4 separate regions of the Mus musculus genome follow, and regions 1, 2 and 3 are each linked to region 4. A link is a contact called in public Hi-C and HiCAR-type data. All regions are on one chromosome and are shown on one strand. Each heading gives the region's core, a stretch centred on a gene start, on an enhancer-like site or on the middle of the called end of the contact. The rest is flanking DNA. Distances are from core to core; before and after follow the strand shown. Region 1 holds the start of Ell3 (elongation factor RNA polymerase II-like 3). Region 2 holds the start of Pdia3 (protein disulfide isomerase associated 3). Region 3 holds the start of Map1a (microtubule-associated protein 1 A). Region 4 holds the start of Zfyve19 (zinc finger, FYVE domain containing 19).

Region 1 (3,010 bases), core at 54-2,553, 2.2 Mb before region 4:
CAAACAAACAAACAAAAATCAGCATTACTGCGAATATTTCCCTGCATATAGGAGTGTATTGTTCTTATACACATATTGTACATGTTCTGAGTGCATTGTTCAATGGGTTTAGACAAATTATTTGTTTTGAGATGAACAGCATTAAAATCACTTGGAATTACACACACACACACACACACACACACACACACACACACACACTAATATAAAATATATATCCCAGTTATTCGATCCCAGTTAGGAAAAAAGGAGATAAGAGAGTCTGAGAGACATAACCAAACACAAATAAATAAAGACAGGAAACACTGGCCTGAGATTTGTCGGGGGTGGGGTGGGGTGGGGTGGGGGTGGGGGTCTCAAAACCATAGGATCTGTAGCCCTGCTGGGAAACTTGCAGGCACCTTTTAGTCAAGAGTAGAGGCTAACACATGTAATCCTAGCATTTGGGAAATATAGGCAGGAGAATTGCTAGTGAGTTCAGCAAGAGTGATCTACATAGTGAATGAAACCCTGTCTAAAAGAAAAAACAAAAGACTCAAAGAGGAGGGGAGAGTGCCTTTAAAGGAGCCAGCTGTGGTTTCGCCACTTTCTCTTATGTTTATTAGGCTACATAGTAACACCTGGGAGTGAGTTACGGCTTTCTGCTCTCTGATTTATTATTTTATTTATTTATTTATTGCCACAACTACGCCCGCCCCACACCCCCATCCACCGATAGGCTTGGCTCCAGTCCCAGATAGCCAGACTTCCAAATCTGCGAGGCACCCACCCACCTGGCCTTACAGCCTCATCAAGTCCCTTTTAGAAACCAAATTGGGATCCGCCTCAGCAGACGCAGCAACTCGGGCGGAAAAAGAAAAAGGATTGCACTGGTCCCTCTTGGGGTCTGCCATCCTCTGGTCCCTTAGGTACTTCGGGGCCTCGGAGGCATAAATGACTCAATCCGACTATCAACCAGTCTCGATTCCCTCCCCTGTGAGACTGAAACCCTCAAGTGGTTTCAGGTTCAGCTTTTACTTAAAGACAACGATTTTGAATCCAGAATGGGGAAACTGGGAAAACTGAGGCAGAACAAGACATCCTGGGTGACAGGTCAGACCCTCGAAGCAGATCCTTTCTCATTAGACCTGGAATGCTCCTCATAGTGTCCAATACTGCCCAAGCCAAATCAAGAAGAAACCGCTTGGGTTCTGGCCAGCAGCTGAGGTGAGTGAGGTACCGCCCACAAGGCCAGGGAAACTTTGGGGCGGTGCCGGGGGTGGGGTCATGGTGGAGGGCGGGACAGACCCGGAGGGCGGGAGTGCCAGCCTAGGCTTGCACAGCAGAGGTGGCCCTCACCTGTGGTCCCGGTTCTGCATGTGCGCGACTTTGGCACCATGGAGGGGACCCAGGAAGCTCTGAGTGGGAAAATGCGGCTCCTCTTCACCCCCGCTGCTCGGACCAGCCTCCTGATGCTAAGGCTCAACGAGGCGGCGCTGCGGGCATTGCAAGAGTGTCAGCAGCAACAGGTGAGACTGGCCCCCGGCCCCTTCTTCCCTTCCCGGCCAACCAGACCTTGGCCTCCCAAGGCTATGCTGGAGAAGGGACTTGGGGTTGTGCGGGTTTTCAGATTCCAGTCCCCCCGCCTCCAAGTGAAGCCGGCCAGGCAGGTGTCCCCAGCCTCCTCGATCCTGGGGACTTTGCTTCCTTTGTGTTCAGCTGGTGTTTGGGCTCTTCCTGCAGGTACGGCCAGTGATCGCTTTCCAAGGCCACCGAGGGGTAAGTGCTGGCCGGATGTGCGAGGGAGGTTGGGGGTGAGAGAGCGTAAGCGTGGGCTCCAGGAAGGTGAGCTCTGGGCCGGAGCTTGCCAGAGGTCACAGTCTGAGCAAGTTATGAGAACTAAACCCTATGAAGATGTGGGGCTGTGGTCCCAGGAGACTGTGCAGTCTCAGCCTCTTGGGGGAACTCTGAACCAGCTGCACCTGGTGTGCTAACGAGCCCCTTGGGGATTTGTCTTCAGTCTTAGAATTGTTTGGGGAGGAGTGGCATGGACAGGAGGAAGAGGGGCCGGCTTAACTGGGTTTACCATTCCCTACCCCAGTACCTAAGGTTTCCAGGCCCGGGATGGTCCTGCCTTTTCTCCTTCATAGTATCCCAGTGTGGCCAAGAGGGCACTAATGGTGGCTTGGACCTTGTGTACCAACGCTTAGGCAGGTAAGGACAAGGTAAGAGAAGTTTGCAGGAAATGGGAAGAAGTGTTCAGAAGATCTCCAACTCATTTTTCTATTGTCTTTCCCACTCTTCTTTCAAGATCTGGGCCGAACTGTCTCCACTGCCTGGGCTCCCTTAGAGAGCGACTCACTATTTGGGCAGCCATGGATACTATCCCAGCTCCACTGTTAGCTCAGGAACACCTGACTGAAGGTACCAGAGAGTCTGAGAGCTGGCAGGACACTGGAGACGAACCTGAAGGCCATCCCCAGCTGGCACCAGATGAGGTGAGACTAGAAACAGCAGGTAGTCATCATAAGGTGGGACACCCAGGTCCAGGGAGCCAAGTTTTCCTATAACTTCCCCTGACAGGTGTCTGACCCACTGGCAAGCCACCATGAACAGTCACTCCCAGGATCCTCCAGTGAGCCCATGGCACAATGGGAAATGAGGTACTGAGACAGGCTGGGTCTCCTCTCTACCCTTACATTTCTTTAATAAGCTCTCACCTTGGCCTCTCCCATTCCTTCCAAAAATCCTAGGAACCACACTTATCTTCCAAGCAGAGAGCCTGATCAGTCCCTGCTTTCCCCTGCTAGCCAGAAACGCCTGGACAAGGTAAGCAAGGACTTTAGTCTCTTTTTGGAGTCGGTTCTCACTGTGTAATCCTGGCATGCCTGGGAGCTCCTTATGTAGCACTGACTGGCCTCAAACTCCTTTCACCTGTCCCTGCTTTCTGAGTGCTGAGATGTCCAGAGAGGCAAGAGCTGTTCAAAGAGTAGTTTAAAAGGCAGGGTGAATCTTGGGTTGACACAGTACT
Region 2 (3,140 bases), core at 21-2,520, 2.2 Mb before region 4:
CACTGGGTCAGAAGCAAAGGTAAGTTACAGTGTAACTATCACACTCTGTCTTACTGATACTTTTGAACAGGTTTGAATTAAGGGTCATTGTGCTAGGAGGGAAAAAATATTGACATCCTCTAAACTGTATGCCCTTGTAATAAATAATTGGTAAATTATCCTATCCACTACTCTAAGTGACAAAACTAGAAATCCTATTTGCTCTCCCTTCCCAAGCAAAGTTTTTATTTGGGGTCACACCCACTCGATAGAACTTACCCTTTTCTTAGGTTAAGCAGTGGTAACTTTCTTATCCAGAATGTTATCATTTTCTAGAATTATTTAATACTGAAATTATGATAGGTCCTAGTGAAATAATTCTTGTTGGTTTACTCTTTTAATAAGAGGCCTCTGCAGCTTAATGTAAAATAGTGTAAGCCATGCCATGAACCAACTAATGGCCTGTCTCAAGAAAGCACTTAGGATCTTTCTGCAGCTACAGAGTGACCTTGGTTAGAAACCAATGGCTCTAATGGGGTGGAGACAAAAAGAGAAAAAAAAAAAACCCCAGAACCTCACCACTTAAAAGAGGACCTCTGCCTCCTCTCTGAAGGCTTTGGGATGCCAGCCTTGTCTGCAGACCTGGGGACACATACACTGACTCACCTAGATACTGAAAGATAGACCGGAGGGGGAGGGGATGGGAGAACCCTCCACATAGGAAGTGCTGCAAGAACGCGGAGGTAAGGACGTGGCCCTACCCTGGAGTTTAGGCTTTCTGCTTTCCGGATCTGCCCCCGTCCCCACCCTACCTCGTCCTCACCCCACCCCCCACCCCGGGCGGAGCGCCTCCCGGTTCCCCACCGACTGGCAATGAGGCAGCCGCAGCCAGGCCTGCTAGATAGTGGAGGGCGCCCGCGCTGCGTAGGCCCAACCGCTCCCGCGCCCAGCCGGTCCTCCGGCCCTGATCCCGCAAAGTGGCCTCACCAGGGGGCGAAGAACTCGACTAGCATGAGCCCCGCCGAGCCCGTGTCGGAGACGCGACTCTCGAAGTTTTCGTCCGTCAGTTCCAACACATCGGAGGCGGCGGCGAGACGGGCCGAGGCGAGCAGCAGCGCCACGCCCGGGAGCAGAGCTAGGCAGCTGAAGCGCATGGCGGCGGGTCGCGGTCGGAGGGCCGGGACCGGAGAAATGAGATGGGAGAGCCCGCAATCTGCAGCCGCTTGCCTGCGCTCGCGCGTCTGGCCCGGGCAGACCCGCTGCCGAGGTCCCAACCCCCTAGGCCTGCTCGGGGCCCGCAGTGTGGCAGCCGCCGATTGGCTGCGTCACGCAGCGTCGGGCGGGCGGAACAGCTGGTAACTGCCGATTGGCGGGCGCGCGGGGCGAGGCGGGGCGGACGCTTAGGCGAACGCCCGCCGGTCTGGCTGTGGCGGAGGCCTGGACGGGGGGTCGGTGGGAAGTAGGGGGCTCAGCGAAGCCGGAGCGGCCCTGAGCGCCACCCGCTGGGGAGGAGTGAAGCTCTGGGCGCCGGCGCGGAAGGCGGAGGGGTGAAGTCAGGGCTGAGTGGGCGGAAGTGAGGCCCGCGAAAGGGCTGGAGGGGAGCTTGAGCTGTCTGTCCGGCTCCCTCCCTCCGGGGCATTGGGGCGCGCACGCACTTGAGCGCACCGCGACACGTTTTCCAAATGTCAGGCTGTTGCTTTGTCCAATTATAGGGCGTAGTAAGTCTACATCCTGCCGCTGCCCTACCTCGTATCCTGCTTTGTCAGGTCCACGTGAGGTCTGTATTCTTTGTCCAGCCTTAGGCCTCTGCCCTCCCTGCCTGCTGCTCCCCCCCCCCCCATTGTTGTTTGTTGGTTTGTTTGAGAGGGTGGGTAGCTGAGGATTGAGCCCAGAACCTTGCACATTGCTGGGCAAGTGATCCAACACTGGATTACATCCCTAGTCCTCTTTTGACTTTTTGAGTCATGTTCACACCAAGGTGTCCAGGCTGGCCTTGACTTCATACTGTAATCCGCGAAGGTCTAGAACTTTCCATCCTCTGGCCTCAGCCTCTCGAGTGGCTGAGACTGATAGTGTGCACTACGTACTAATAGGCACAGGCTCAGCTTTCACCTTTTTTTTTTTTTTTTTTTTTTTTTGAGGCAAGGAGGATTGGCTGCCCTGGAACTCACTATATAGACCAGGCAAATGTGGAACTCAACAGAGATCCACCATCCTCTTGAGACTGGAATATCTGTCTACACTGCCTGCCTTTTAAACTGATTTTTGTTTGTTTTTCAAGATAGTTTCTCTGTGTAGCCCTGGCTGTCCTTCACTAGGCTGTCTTTGAGCTCTGAGATTTGCCTGCCTCTATCTCCAGAGCGCTGGGATCCAAGCCATGGGCCACCTGCCTAACATTTAAGCCTAATTTTCAAAAAGAAGTGTTTAATTACAAATGCTGTCAGAAAGTGAAAATAACCCGAATATTTAGTTAGCTGTGAAGATATTTCTTATGACTTTTGTTTTTGTTTTTTTTTTGTTGTTGTTGTTGTTTTTGGCTTTTCGAGACAGGGTTTCTCTGTGCAGCCCTGGCTGTCCTGGAACTCACTTTATAGACCAGCCTGGCCTCTAACTCAGAAATCCGCCTGCCTCTGCCTCCCAAGTGCTGGGATTAAAGGCGTGCACCACCACTGCCTAGCTTCTTATGACTTTTATGTCTTTTGCTTAGATGAAAAACAAAATCCGTACCGAACAACAACAAAATACCTTTGAGTCTTTCAATGTGTTTATTCTTAACTGCTCATAGCTTTTTTTGTGTGGGCTTCTTGAATCTCTAAAAGGCAAAGAAGCTGGGGGAGGAGAGAGCCTGCTAATTGTAGTATAATTCTTAAGCATGACATCCTTGGTTCTACTTTCTTAACAGACATGGCACAAGAACAAGGACATTTCCAGCTGCTCAGAGCTGATGCTATCCGTTCAAAGCTCATTGACACTTTCTCGCTCATAGAGCATTTGCAGGGCTTGAGCCAAGCCGTACCAAGGCACACTCTCCGGGAGATACTTGGTTAGTAACCCTCATTCACACTAAACGTGATATTCCTGTCCATATCCTCAAGAGAAAGTGAGACATACTTAAGGGTGGAGCCAGGAATAACGGTCCATGACTGAATCCGGGGTCACTT
Region 3 (2,979 bases), core at 152-2,651, 2.1 Mb before region 4:
ATTATGCTCTACCATCATATTGAGTGGTTGCAGTGTGTACTGGGCATTATCCACAGCATGTGTAAATAGCTGTGGAGCCATCAAAAGTCCCTCCCTTTTTACCTACCCAATCCTCCCATAAGGCCAGTTCTGGCCTGGATACTGGACCCAAAGGACTGAGACAAATAACCCTAGTCCTAACCTTTGACCTCTGAGGAGAAGTGAGCTAGGTGCCGGGTAATGAAGAGTCTCAACTGTTGGTTCAAGTCAAAGGATGATAAGTCAATATTCCAGGAGAGAATCCCTGTAAAAGAAAAGGGGGAAAAAAAATAAGAGGGTTCTAGTCAAAGTCACCCACAGAAAGCATTGCCAAGCTCCTGGGAGAGGAAAGAAATGGGAGGTGATGCCTCCAAGAAGGATAGCTAGTACCTGCTTTTTCCCCTTTCCAGAGGGCAAAGAGCAGAGTTTAGAATGGGCTTACTAATAAATGAGCTTGGAGTTTTTGTTTTTCAAGGCAAAACAGTTACGGTAGAAGTGACACGCAAGGGTCTATTTCCATATACTGTAGGTTTCCATAATGATCCCTCTTGCTAAATCAGATTCTAGATTCTCCTATGCCCCCTCCCTTGCCTCCATCCCCTGCTTCCACCCGCAGGTGGCTCCGCAGCACTGCGCCACAGGCACGGCTGAGGGAGGTGAGCTGCAGAGCCACGAAGGTCACTCTCTAAACTTGGCTGCCAGCATTCAGAGATTTGAGATGTGTACCTCGCGTTCAAAAACCTCCCCTAAAGAAGAAATTGTAAGGTAGGGACATGGACTTTTCAGGGTCTGATGAGGACTTTCGGATATATGGTCCAGTGGCTTCGGGAAAGGGGTGTGACCAGAGGGACCCCAGGGTCTCCACGGAGCTTCTCCTGCTCCTGCTCCGGGACACTGCGGAACAGAATGGGGTATGCAGAAAGGATGGGCAAGCAAGGTGTTGGCAGCTCGAGAGGACAGAGGCACATTCATGGAAGATGCAGGTGACAGGGTCGCAGGTTTCGGGAAGTGCACATAGAGATAGAGGAGACAGAAATGTGCACTGGGAGATGAATGCAGATGGCGGAGAGGCATGGATGGAGTACTGCGTAAAAGCCAGGAGAGCGGCTCACCTTGTTCAAGGTGGGCCCGCACGGCCCTCAGCTGACTCTCTGTACCGATATCGCCGATCACGATGAGCAAGGAGTATTTCCGCAGGTCCCAGCGCGCTGCCGCTACCGCGGCACCGGCCTCGCAAAGAGGCTCCGCCGGGTTCTGAGCTGGCGGTGCACCGAGGCTCTGGAGCCCCAGCTCCGGAGTTGTCTCCATGGCAACGCTGCCAGGCCGCGCGGTCCCGGCTTCGGTCGCCATGGAAACTCCCGCGGAGTGTTAGGCTAGCTGCGTCCGCTGCGGGGAGAGTGCGCGCGGTTCTTAAAGGCCGGCGGCAGGAGCCGTTCATTGGTCACTGCCTTCTAGGGGCGGGGCTGAAGCGCCGCAGGGGCGGGGCGGGGATGCGGTGGTTGTGCCGCTATGGGTGGTGGCTGCAGTCATCCACCTGCAGTTTTCCTGACCAAGTGCCCCTCTCCGACTTGAGCCAGGGTAAGGGTTCTGCGAGACCCAGCCGAGGGCGGAGTCCAAGGCGCGAGAACAACATCCATCTAGTTAGGCTGTGTCTGCGTTGAGCACAGTGTGGGAGGCAGTTCCGCAGCTTCTCTCGAACCTTGGGGAGCCATCTTGCCCTTCGCTGTCTCGGGGTTTCTATCGTGGTCTCCATCTGGCAATTATCGTTGTCTCTATTTTTCCCCCCGCCTCGCTGCATGCCAGGGTCTAGGTTACCAACCTGGGTTTCCCCGTCCTTGCCCCGAGCTCCGGGCGTGGTCAATCAGGCTGCGCAGTATTGGAGGGGACAGGATGACCTTCCTACCCTGAGTCCCTGGAGAGTAGTTATTCCAAGGATAGTGGTTGGCTAGTCTCCATATTTGCTGAGTGCAATGAGCTCAGACTGCAGCAAAGAGTATTTGAGTAAAACCCAGGAAAGACTTCCCAGCTACTAGGGATGTGACACAGTGGATAAATTTAGGAGACCATGTAATTACTGTACAGAACTGAATTAATATTCTCTGTCTTTCCCTCTCCTTCTCTCCATCCCTTCCTTTCCTTCCTCTCCCCTTCTCTTGCTGAACCCCCAACTCCCCATTCTTCAAAGACTCTCCACCACTACAGCTGATCTTACCCTGAGTCATTCTGTTGTGTGCATCAGAGAGAAGGCCTGTGTTTAGGCTCCAGTTATACTTGCTTTTTCTTCCATTTACCTTGCACTTTGGAGATGGTAGAAGAGAAGAAAGGCTACGGAGATGATTCAGTTGGTAAAGTACTTCCCTGGCAAGCAAGTGTTCAGGTTCTCAGAACTGTAAAAAAAAGCCAGGCACAGCGGTGAGCACTTGGAATCGCAGAGATGGTAACTAGGAGGGAGAGACAGATGAATCTCTGGAAGCTCGCAGGCCAGCTATACCATTGAGAGACCCTGGTATCTATAGTACAAAGAAGAAAAGGGTGTCTGAGGGACACCACTCCAGGTTGTCCTCTTGCACTCACATGTGCACACATGAAATCCTACTCCTTAAAAGGATAGAAAAGAGGTAATAGCTGATACCTCAAGCCTGCCAGTGAACCACGTTCTGACTGTTAAGTACCTCACAGAAATCTTAGCCCTATCTTGAAACATACTATACCTAACCATCCAGTCCATACTGTAAGTACTTTGGACATGCCATGAAAATCCTTTCTGTAGCAGAGACAAGAAAACTACTCTCAGGACATCAGATGGTAGGGTGCCTCTTCCCATACACTGCCAGCTGCAAACCCGAATCTGGAAAATGGCATGGGAAAATGTGCAGGCCTTTACTACAATCATAAAGAGTGGCATATGTGGCAGGAAGCCAGAGTGGAGCAAGGGGACAGTTTCCATAGCAACTGTAGAGA
Region 4 (2,757 bases), core at 103-2,602:
TTAAGTACTTAGTGTGTGCCAGGCACTAAGCCTGCACCTTAAAATTCATCATTTGTTATAACCATCATCACTTACATACGTCATCATATTTGATCCTGATGCCCACCAGTATTATCTCTATTTTAACAGGGGCCAGTGAAATTACATGACCGTTCAATTAGATCATTCTTTGAATAAGACAGGGCAGCTGAAATTTGAACTCTGACACCAAAATTGATATGTAAGTGCTCCAATCCTATACACCATGAATTCGTCCCATTTACTTCCCTTGCAGCTCACAAGGGGAATGTGGTTGAGAAGAAGGCTTTTTCATTGTGCCCTGGGGAGAAAAGGGCAAGCTGTGGACGGGGCAGGTTTCAGAACAGAGAGCAACCGGCATGCATGGGATGACTTTAAAGACAGAGATGGAGAGAAGGGGAGTGGATAGAATGTAGGTGGAGATTTAAAAAAAAAGTGTAGCTTTTGGAAACTTTACAATTTCTAGGGTCTTTTCAGCTACAGCACCTCACCGAAGCTACTTTACATTTTCTTAATTTACATTATTTCTTTGTGAGTGTATGCGTGCAGACATATGCATATCATGGCATGTGTGTGGAGATCAGAGAATAACTTTCAGGAGTTCTCTCCTTCCACCATGTGGGTCCTGGGGTTCGAACTAAGGTCATCGGGATTTGCAGGAAGTGCTTTTACCTCACTGAACCTCATCAGACCATCATCTTAACCCGGAAACGGGTGGGCATCCGACCCACTTTACAGAGAGGTTAACCGGGTTACTTCATCAAAACCACACAACTGAAAAGAAGCCGTCAAACGGTCTTTAGCCTGCAACTCCCTTCCCTTCGCCCCGCGTCCTCCCTTGGCCCTTCGGCTTTCTGGGAGTACACTCGCCTCCTTCTTGAAGAGGGTGAACTTGACAGCACAGCCGTAGCACCTGCTCTCCATAGCAGTTCTCGGCGCTGCAGAATTGGTAGGTTAGCCTCTCACCAGCGCAGGGTAGGCCTCTCAGACCCTCAGGTTGTGCAGCCCAGTCCCACACGCCCATCGGCGCTGTCCAGGGGCGGCCCAGCGCGGAGAATTCTGACTTTGCACTCACCAAGGCGGGGCGGCAGCGGAGTGGGGCATGCTGGGAGTCGTAGTTCATTCTCCGCAGCGCGCTCCTCCACAGCCAGTCAGACGAGAATCGGAAGGCATCATCCCAGGAGGCTTAGCGCGCTTTTGGGCCGGCTCGGAGCGAGTAAGCCCCGCGCCCACGCACACGCTCAGACTCCTGGGAGTTGTAGTATCAATTCAAGTTTGGACTAGAACCATGGCGGTGACCAAAGAGCTCTTACAAATGGATCTGTACGCGCTGCTCGGCATTGAGGAGAAGGCGGCAGACAAAGAGGTGAGAACTTGATAGGCAAAGCAGTTCTTCGGTCCTCGCGTCAGGGCGCGCGCCTGGCTCCGGCTTTCTATGCTCCGCCCTATCCTGGACCCGGAGCGAGGGACGGCCAATGACTAAAAAGGGGGCCTCCGGGCACTTCCTGAAAGGCTTGAGGACTGGGTTAGGGAGGGAGGCATTGAGAACTCTGAACTGTGTGACCGTGCTGTCCCTTCTGCCACACTGTTTGGAGGCCGGTTGAACCTGAGAGCCCAGGCCTGCTTTTTTGCGCCTGCGCAGCATCAGTTTGTACGCTGAACGTTTTACCTGTCTGTCTGGAGGTGTTTGGTTTTAGTCTGTTTTAACTTCAGGGGGATCCTAGGAAGAAAAGTCTCTAGGCTCTAACTCCTCCCCTCAGCCCCTCTTCTTTTTCTGGATTTGACGTTGAGGCCTAGAACCTAGAGGCCTCAGTTTTCTTTTCCTCTTTTTAAGTATCAGATGTTCCAATGTTGTCAGTGCGTGCTGCTTAGCGGGTTAAACAAGAGGATCAGAAGGTTAAAGCAGGTGGTGTGGGGGTCCACTTATCTCAAGTGCTGTACTTAAGGTTTCTGTTATTTACTCTTAGATTGTGGTGGCAATAGTGACAGTACACGCAGGGGAGTTCATTGGATAAAAAGTAATGCCCACCGGGCTGGGCATAGTGATCCAAGCCTGTAATGCACTTGGGCGCTGGAGGGAGGAGAATCAGGAATTTAAGGTCAACTTCAGTTTCTTGTGGAGTTTAAGGTCAGCTGTCTTAACGTGTTTAAGGTGGGGGGGGGGAAGAGATCCTTTTTATTTATTTATTTTTTCGAGACAGGGTTTCTCTGTATAGCCCTGGCAGTCCTGGAACTCACTTTATAGACCAGGCTGGCCTCGAACTCAGAAATCCGCCTGCCTCTGCCTCCCCAGTACTGGGATTAAAGGCATGCACCACCACCGCCCAGCAAGAGATCTTATCAATGCTCTTATACTTCTGGACTGCTTGTCCAATGCTTGAGTGTCAGAAAGAGTGCTCTGGGGCAGAAAATCAGGGTGATTGGATTCTTCAGTAAAGTTGTGGTCATCCTGCTCAGAAAGCTTCCTGAAGATTTGGCTGAAGTCAAAAATGGATGTAGAAATAAATACTCGTAAAGCACAGGCTTTCTCTTTGCAGCCCTGGCTGTCCTGGAACTCACTCTGTAGACCAGGCTGACCTGGAACTCAGAAATCCACCTGCCTCTGCCTCCCAAGTGCTGGGATTAAAGGTGTGCGCCACCAATGCCCGGCTCTCTCTCTCGCTCTCTCTCTCTCTCTCTCTCTCTCTCTCTCTCTCTCTCTCTCTCTCTCTCTCTCTCTCTCTCTCTCTCTCTCGAAGA

Evidence for each region. A called contact is a pair of places that touch in the nucleus more often than the background predicts. HiCAR-type assays count read pairs that join an accessible place to other places.
Region 1: a Hi-C map of B cells shows a contact between it and region 4, with 6 read pairs. The contact joins the promoter of Ell3 here to the promoter of Zfyve19 in region 4. A contact is called at or near these places in 1 of 39 promoter capture datasets (liver), 1 of 484 Hi-C or Micro-C datasets (B cells), 1 of 115 datasets of contacts at active chromatin or transcription factors (astrocytes) and 1 of 9 other capture datasets (pancreatic islet).
Region 2: a contact with region 4 is called in a Hi-C map of B cells, with 6 read pairs. The contact joins the promoter of Pdia3 here to the promoter of Zfyve19 in region 4.
Region 3: a HiCAR-type map of astrocytes shows a contact between it and region 4, with 4 times the contacts expected there. The contact joins the promoter of Map1a here to the promoter of Zfyve19 in region 4. A contact is called at or near these places in 2 of 39 promoter capture datasets (both in liver) and 1 of 115 datasets of contacts at active chromatin or transcription factors (astrocytes).

What each region holds. Positions count from the first base shown.
Region 1 is chr2:121,440,894-121,443,903 of GRCm38.p6, reverse strand. It overlaps Ell3 (elongation factor RNA polymerase II-like 3), which reads left to right and starts at 1,303. Exons shown (of 11, transcript NM_145973.2): 1 at 1,303-1,508; 2 at 1,723-1,758; 3 at 2,081-2,193; 4 at 2,291-2,477; 5 at 2,563-2,642; 6 at 2,733-2,808. The coding sequence starts at 1,377.
Region 2 is chr2:121,412,032-121,415,171 of GRCm38.p6, reverse strand. Pdia3 (protein disulfide isomerase associated 3) reads right to left here and starts at 1,270. Exons shown (of 13, transcript NM_007952.2): 1 at 967-1,270. The coding sequence starts at 1,133. Catsper2 (cation channel, sperm associated 2) reads left to right here and starts at 1,380. Exons shown (of 13, transcript NM_153075.3): 1 at 1,380-1,756; 2 at 2,882-3,022. The coding sequence starts at 2,884.
Region 3 is chr2:121,288,024-121,291,002 of GRCm38.p6, reverse strand. Map1a (microtubule-associated protein 1 A) reads right to left here and starts at 1,401. Exons shown (of 7, transcript NM_032393.2): 1 at 1,131-1,401; 2 at 182-283. The coding sequence starts at 1,368. It also overlaps a transcript of Trp53bp1 not described here.
Region 4 is chr2:119,207,315-119,210,071 of GRCm38.p6, reverse strand. Zfyve19 (zinc finger, FYVE domain containing 19) reads right to left here and starts at 1,352. Exons shown (of 11, transcript NM_028054.3): 1 at 889-1,352. The coding sequence starts at 942. Dnajc17 (DnaJ heat shock protein family (Hsp40) member C17) reads left to right here and starts at 1,277. Exons shown (of 11, transcript NM_139139.2): 1 at 1,277-1,384. The coding sequence starts at 1,307.